2 separate regions of the Rattus norvegicus genome follow, and region 2 is linked to region 1. A link is a contact called in public Hi-C data. All regions are on one chromosome and are shown on one strand. The core of a region is the stretch at or near the end of the contact, and the rest is flanking DNA. Distances in the headings are between cores, read along the strand shown.

The links. A called contact is a pair of places that touch in the nucleus more often than the background predicts.
Region 2: a contact with region 1 is called in a Hi-C map of liver, with 8 times the contacts expected there. The contact joins two enhancer-like sites. A contact is called at or near these places in 4 of 12 Hi-C or Micro-C datasets (the A7r5 cell line, kidney, liver and 1 more).

The regions. Positions count from the first base shown.
Region 1 is chr6:63,049,507-63,053,276 of GRCr8, forward strand. All of the region lies in intron 1 of LOC120093247 (60S ribosomal protein L29-like), which reads left to right. Among named protein-coding and RNA genes, the nearest start is that of Ifrd1, 35 kb to the left of the region's middle. Within about 2 kb of position 1,780, at least 1 of the 93 cell types and tissues checked has an H3K27ac peak or open chromatin away from gene starts, as enhancers often do. A contact at or near this core is called in liver, where this site is marked.
Region 2 is chr6:63,287,637-63,291,885 of GRCr8, forward strand. The region is part of intron 1 of Dock4 (dedicator of cytokinesis 4); the gene reads left to right. Among named protein-coding and RNA genes, the nearest start is that of Dock4, 50 kb to the left of the region's middle. Within about 2 kb of position 2,830, at least 52 of the 93 cell types and tissues checked have an H3K27ac peak or open chromatin away from gene starts, as enhancers often do. A contact at or near this core is called in liver, where this site is marked.

The DNA.
Region 1 (3,770 bases), core at 530-3,029:
ATGTTGAATAGCTTTTCACATATGTGAGGGTCATTTTTTTTTTGGATGGACTGAGGGTTTCTCTGTGTAGCCCTGGCTATCCTGGAACCCGGTCTACAGACCAGGTTAGCCTTGAACTCCGACATATGCCTGTTACTGCTTCCAGGGTGCTGGGATTAAAGACGTGCAACACCGTGCTTAGTTAGGGCCACCTTTTAAATTATGTTGTTCTTCTCTGAACAACAAGTTCACATCTCTGGTCCACTACCCTGCTTTTGAGAGTTCCTGAATACTCTTATGTGATAATTAGATCTATATGCACAGCAACCCCTTGTCCAGTCACACAGGCTACTCTGAGTCACCGGTGGAATCAGACTCCTCTGTATCTGTTTTGCATGTTTTTTCTGTACTCACTTAACAGAACTATAGCAGGAAGCAGCTGGACGCATCCAGAGGAAAGCTCGCCATCACGGTGACTCGTCTTACTTTAATCTTAGTCCCACAAACCTCGTTACCTCAGTGTCACTGGGTAATACACTGCCTCATCCATTGTCTCTGGCTCCCCCAGACTTGCCCTCGCTCTTCTCCTGTCCTATTGACAGAACAAAGAGACCGGTAAACCAACAGAGCATCTGCTGAACATACAAGCAGAACTACAACCACATAACCTGAAACCTCTCCAACAGACCCCAGCTCTGGAAAAAGTACAAAATGACGCCAGGGGCAAGAACTAAAATAAATAAATAAATAAATAAGCAAGCAAGCAAGCAAGCAAATAGATAAAACATGTATCATTAGCATAAGTAGGAGATAGAATAATATAATCATGCTTAAGTATCCATAGGGATTGATTCCAGAACCTCAGAGAACATCACCATTTTTGAATGCTCAACTCCCTTGTGTAAAATGGTGGCAAGTGGTAAAATTCATAGACCACCTGCACATGTTCTCTCATCTAATTTGAACCACCTGTACTTTATCTGTAATTCCTAATGCATTGTAAATAGTGTATTCCGACAAGCAAAACGTCTGCACATGTCAGCATGCATGTAGTCGTTCTCAAAACCCTTCCTTCCACACTTGGCTCAATCTGAGGATCTAGAACCTCTGGACCCAGAGGGCCGACTGTGCAAAGTTTACTTGAGCTTTAAATGGAGAAATCGAAATCGAAGAGAAGCAGTTGCTGCAGAACTTCCTCCAGACACTAGACTTCCGGTATCACTCAAGAGGAGAGGGTATCTATGAGCCAAGCTTCCATCCCCGACATGGGATCCCCACCAGCCCTGAGGGATGAGTCGGGTCTGTGTAAAGCTCAGTCCTCCAACTTGCCCCACAGAGAAAGGGGTGGCCTTACTGGCCTTACCTAAGTGGGTGTGCTCTGCCTTGACCCCTGTGAATGGGCTAGGGAAGCCTGGCAATGCAGAGCAAGTTCAGGGGGATCTTCTCACACACGGAAGCCCTGGGAGCTGTGAGACCCTAGTTCTTCTGGCTGTGGTCTCATTTGTATTCAGCTGATGGTGCTGAACGTGAGTGAGACTGAAGAGACCACAACGCAAGTCAATTAATAACTAGTGCAGAACAACACTCTCCAGCACACTGGGTGACAACTTTCTTAATGACACAGAACTCCTGACTTATTGATGTCTTGATAAGAAGCGGGACACTACAGAGAGATTTCCATTTCTGGTATGTACGTTGTCAAGGTGGCATTTGCTGAAACAATCAGGGTAAAGAGTATATATTTGAGGTCCACGTGGATGTCTAGTCGGCATGTCCTTGGAGAGCTTCCAGTTTTTCCAGCAGAGGGCAAGAGAATATTTACCAGTCCAAGAACTGTGGCCTTGACCATGTTTGCAACAGGGCTGTGGAGGTGTCTCTGCAAAAACAGGTTATATAACTAATATGAACGTGTGCTCTGGAAAAAAATGTATCTAGAAACTATATTTCAAAATCAGAAATGAGTCCCCATTGGCATTGCAGCAGATAATCTTTACTTAAAAAAAAGAACTTTTCTAAATGGTGCATATATTTCATTATAGATCCTTAGATGCTCGGCAAAAATATGGGACTATTTCAAATAATGTAAGCTGATAATTTTGAGGAACACATTTATTTCAAGATCCTATAGAAACAATTCCCTAAAACCTTAATAAACCTCTGTGTCAGTGATTTATTATATAAATCTCAAAAATAAGTTTCCATAAAGCATGTGAAGCATGCAATAACATTCACCGAGGAACCTGATGTTGTAAATAAACATGTACCAAAGGTAGGTAGGAAGGAGAGAGGAAAGGTCCTCTCGTAGGCAGAGGACAAGCATAGGATTAGACCTCAGAGAACCCCTGATGTCAGTGGCTAAGTCTCTGCTCTGTCTAACGTTCGTCAGAAGTGTACTTGCTGTTCTGATGGGACTTCAAGCCCACAGACTATAGGCCCGGCTGTAGGAGTGTGGCACATGTCCTCCCAGGGTTGAAAACGAGCTGCTTGGGTGGTGGGGCCCTTGCATGGCATAGCATGCATGGGGACATGGGTGTGGTACCTGGAACACTGGAAAGAGGGTTACTAGTGTAGTAATCTTGAGGTAGCAACAGAGTGGGAAATCAGCTGAGCAGGAGGCCTGGGGTTCTGGTTCTACCATAACCATGATCTGGATGAAGTCTTCTGCCTCTGTTTGATTTTGTTTTTTAGTTTTTGTTTTGTTTGTTGTGCTAGGCATGTACCTAGAGCCTTGTGTGTGCTAGGCGTGTACTGAAGCCCTGAGCTACACCTCCAGTCCACACTTTCAAGTGTTAAATGACAATTTGCCACTAGGGGGTCCCCAAGGTTCCTTCCTACTTAGAACCTCAATAATTACATTTCTGTTGTCCCCATATTAACGTTCCCCATCTCAGTTAACACATGAGCTCATAAAAAATAGGATGCTAGTTTTTCTCAAAAACAAAATAAAACGAAACAAAACAAAAAATAAACCAGGTAATTTAGGAAAGGACTTCTATATGAGTCTAATAGATCTTTCCAGTAATAACTTCTGATTTGAAAACACAAGGAAATGAATTTTCTTTTATTTATTTTTTATGTGGATGAGTTCGTGCACGCTTCAACCTGGAATGCATATTGCTTGTATACAGTCTTATTCCTTGGGGCTTCTCAAGAAAAGACAGGATGACCAAGTTCTAATATTTCTTCAGGAGAGGCCGTTACCTGCTACCAGATGTTAAGACTGTCTGCAGCAGCTGAAATGAAGTAAATGTTCAGTCACAGAGACTTCCACTTGAAGGAGCAAGATATTTAGAACCAGGCCGTTCCAGAACCGGCTGTGGCCCAGCAGTCGTGCCTGGCAGAATTAAGAGCACTTAACTAAATATCTGTTCCTGTCTCAGTCAGCTGCTGGCAGAGCCTCTCAGAGGACAGCCATGCCAGGCTCTCATCTGTACGCACCCCATAGCATTTTAGAGTCAGGAGTTGGTGCCTCCCCGCTCCCGCCCTGAGATGGATCCCAAGTTGGGCTGGTCATTGGACCTCACCTTCTGGGAACCTCTATGGTTGAATTAGAGGAAGGATTGAGGAAGATGAAAGGGAGAGCGACCCTGTAGGAAGACCAGCACAGCAGCCTTAGTGATCCCAGACCCCAGGAGTTAGCTCCCAGAGACAGAGCCACCAACCAGAAGCATATACAGACTGGACCCTATCCTGGTCTGGCCTCAATGGGAGAAGATGCACTTTACCCTCTGAGAGACTTGAAGGCCCAGGGAAGGGAGAGGTCTGGCGGGGAGGGGGGAAGTGCACCCTCC
Region 2 (4,249 bases), core at 1,580-4,079, 240 kb after region 1:
AGTGAAGACCTCAGCAGATTGCTGAAGGAGGTCTCGAGGGCAAAATAAACTATTAAGGGCCCTATCTGTTAATCTGCTCAGTATTAGCTCTGCTCTTAGCCGTTTATCTGGCACCCTCTGTATCATGCCCTCCCCGTGCACTCTGGTGAGCCGAGGTGTGTTTCTGTGTGGCCGGCCGCACATCAGTTTGAGATGGAATCTGGTCTCTCCTGCAGAAATGAAACGGCCTCAGCTATTTCTGTCTGTAGTTCTCACATCTCACAGCTCTTTGGCTTTTCTGCGGCAATAGTACAACACTGTCTTAGACAGACTTCCAGGGGAAAAATGTCGATTCAGCCACAGTTTACTCGAAAGCTCCATGTTGTGAAAGCAAGGCGCAGAAAGCAGAGAACCCAGTATCTAGAAGTGTGTGACAGAAGGTGAACTGAGCATATGCTCAGGGATAATGAGAGGCCCTAGGGGAGGGCAGCCTAGGCTGATAAGGGGAGGGAAGGAGAGAGTTGGGTCAGATAAGCAGAAGATGGAGAAGTAATTAAATTGAGGCTTCCAAGCCTCTCTGGATGGAGGCTTCTGTTTATCCAAAGGTGTCTTTTGCAGTCGTGGGTACTGCTCCTGTGTAGTTAAGGAAGGTATTTTTACCCATGTCTTCAACCTCTTCAATTCAGTGCAGAGTTTTTGGCAATCAGGGCTTGTCTCCTGGATTGCATCCTTGTCTTGGTAGAGTTGTGGGATGACTAGACTTTCTATCACTATGGCCGCCTGTAGATATACCTGTGAAGGGTGTATTTGAGGGTGTTTGGAGGTACTGCGCAAAAGGGGAAAACATTTGATGTGGAAGTATGTTTGGCTGAGTATCTCCTCTCAGTAGAGTGTTGACTCCTAAAGCAAGGGGAAACACAGAGAAAGTATCTGAGCTGAATGGGGGTTGAGGGCTTGTGCTGCTGGGACTGAGGAATGTGTGCTTACAGAGCAGTTCTAAAGGGCCGCTTGGAAGATGTCTCTTTAGTGAAGAGTAGACTGTGTGAATTGTCGTCTTTTTTCTTCTTGAAATTACATTTACTTGCCGTGCCTGCGTACATGTGGCAGTCAGAGAAGAACCTGTGCGAGTTGGTTCTCTTCTCTCACTGTCTGTGTTCTGGGGATGGAATGCAGGTCTCCTGACTTGGCAGCAAGCACCTTTACTGAGAAACTCTCTCTCCGGACCTGCCTTGGAGCCTTGATGTCCAGCATTGTGGTGCATGCTTATTATAGCAATACTTAGGAGGTGGTGGCAGCTTAGAGGCTAGCTTGGGGTACATGATGTTTTGTCCCCACAAAACCAAAACTCAAACCTGACTAAAATGTACTGCTTATTCGTGTGTACTTCTAATTACCTTCAACTTGAATACCATGTATCTAAATTAGGGACACAGCCATATATATATATATATATATATATATATATATATATATATATACATTATTAAACAAGAAGCAACTGTCTTTATACTTTTGTCACTGAGGTTAAGAATTCTACTCTGTTAAATACATATATTTGCACTATCTATCATTTGTGAGTTGATGTATTTAGAACTTTTAAGGGGTATTCTTCTCCTATTATTTATTTAATAACTCAGAGAACTCAGGCCTCTGCAAGAGCAGTAGGTGTTCTTAAGTACTGAGTCATCTGTCCAGCCCTGAGTCAGTTTGTTTATTTTGTCTTCTAAGTAGCTGAGTTCCGTGACTTGAGTGCTGTGGCCTGGACTTGAGAAGTCAGACAAAAATATCACTTCCATGCAAAAATCCTCCTCTTGAGTCTGCTCCTGCTTAGGGGTCCGCAGAACAGGGCTTACTATGTTGATGATGAATTTAGGTGAGCCTGAAGGAAATATAAAAGCCCTGTTTAATGATCCAGTTAGGTTTTTATACAGATTAACTGTCATTAAGAGAGGAATGGTCTGCCCGTCTGGGTTTCTCATTCTCTGAATAGATAGCTCTGGCACTATAAACCGGGAATATCTCTGAGTGTACAACACGATAGTGTTGTAAGCCCTGAGGCCAGTCCCAGAATGACAGATGCTTGCACGTCGTTCGGTTTTATGTGTACTGAACCAATCTAAGTGCAGTATGGGAAGTGTGTTAGTGTGTGTATGTTCATATGTTAAGAGGTTTTAGCATCCTGAGTAATGAGACATGGAAAGTTAAAACACCAGACGCTGCTCGGGATGTGTTGAGCGGTGACAGCCTCTGCCTGAACTCTCCTGATCCCAGGCCCTTCTCCCAGCTGTATTCATCTTTCCTTTCTGCAAAGCTTGCCTGTGATCTCTTCCCTGTGGTACCTGGATCCTTGACAGTTCTCCAAGTCTCTGCCTTGGAGCAGCCTTGGCCTAAGTCCTTTTCACAGTGGAGATTTTGCTTCCTCACCCAGGGAAATGTTCCCAGGGGAAGAAACCCAGTTTTAACAACCAAGATGTGTTTTATAGTCTAGTAAGGAAAAGTAGAGGACTAATGATGAAATCCGTGTGACTACTTCGGATGAGACCCCCTGTCCATACTTGTCTGCAGGCTCCGAGCTAGCAGGCTTGGTAGATTTCCTTGGGAATTCCACAAGTCTTATGCAGAGAGGAGCAGCTATAGGGGCTTGGTATTGTGGTGGAGAAATGTACTAGGGATGGATGCCTCTAAGGGAAAGACAGTTGTTTGTAAATCCACTGTGTATTTTCTCAGCTGTGCTAGAAATCCTCGTGAGCGAGTACCAGATTATTAGTTTTGGCATCAAGGTTTCAAACCACACAGCCTTGATGCCATTGCCCTGACTCCTTGCTGACCTGGCATACTGGAGAAACGCTGGTCCTCTTGGACCTATCCCAGGCTGCAGCTGGGAACTGGGTGCCTAGTGCCATCTGCCTGAGCAAGTACGGGAAATGCCAAATGGCCTGGCAGTTTTCAGTGTGGCCTTTGGATCCTCGCTGAGCCATATGGTGCTAAAATGTCAAACTGTTCCTGAGTGTGGGCCACTGCTGAAGAGGCTGGATAGAGAAGGCACACTTCAGATACAAGGTCCACGGAAGCTGTTCGTTGTCTGGCTGTCGGCTCACCACTGTTACTTTAACGGTCTTTTGTTTAGAAGGGCTTAGCTGATAGTAGTCTACCTACCTCTGTTGGGAGAGCCACCAAGTACGCTTGCACACACACAGTATGTATCGGTAACAGCCTCTACAAAGCCTCTGAAAGGAGTGTGTACACCCTTAGGCTGTGGTCACGGAAAAGACCAGGAATCAAGTCTCATGTTCCTTTCTGTTTCATCTCCTTTGAGTTACATTCTGTCGATTGTTCTTGCTGAAGGATTGACACAGCACACTAAGAAGTTCTCAGTCTTTGTGTGAAGAGAAAACATAACAGGGACTTAGAGATGATCCCAGTGAACACATCCACAAGTGCTAAGTGATTGAGTGCGGAGGGAATGCTCGAGTCTGAAGGGGGAGGAGGCGATGAGTGATGTAGTTCGGATGAGGTTAGCCCTGGCAGGCTTCCTAGAGGACAAGGCTGGGCGTGGGTTTGGCCCATGTCACTCTTCTTAGGCCTTCTGGGGACTTCATATAAACACATATTTCTCCTGGCCAGGGGCCTCAAGCTGGTTATAAGGATTAGAAGGGCAAAGGAAAAATGTGTGAGTTCAAAGAGGTTTCTTTATAGCTGGAGGTGGGGGGGCAGCAGGAGAGTGCCTCAGCCTTTAGTCAGATGCCCTTCAAAATGCTTCAGTTTGAGTCTTTCAACAGTCACTCATGTGGATGGCAAAGTACTATAGCTTGAGAGTCTAGGAGGCTAATGAATCATTGATTTTTTTTTCCAGTTTAAATAACTTCATCCTGTTGTGGTTGATAAACATTCAAAGAATTGCTTCAGTTTTACTGACACGGTACTTGAAATATATGCAAGCTTGGCTACAGGTGTTCTAACCAGCTTCGTCTCATGTCAGTGTGGTGACATTTGGGGACTGGTGGCCTTAGTGCCAAGCCAGCCTTTTGCTATTTCCAGTACTGTGGAAGTTGCATCTATACCTGGGAGTTACTCAAAACTTTGCAATTCTGTGGAGAATTATGATGTGTATTCCAAAGGGAGATTTTTATCCACTTCTAACCCCCTTCTAAATTTTATTTTAACCAATTTTGAAGTTGCCAAAAAGTTGAAAATAATCAGTCTTTGTATCGATAACTTAGGCCATTTCTCCCAATGTTGGCACATTGTTTCTTAACAGTAACTTTGTTCT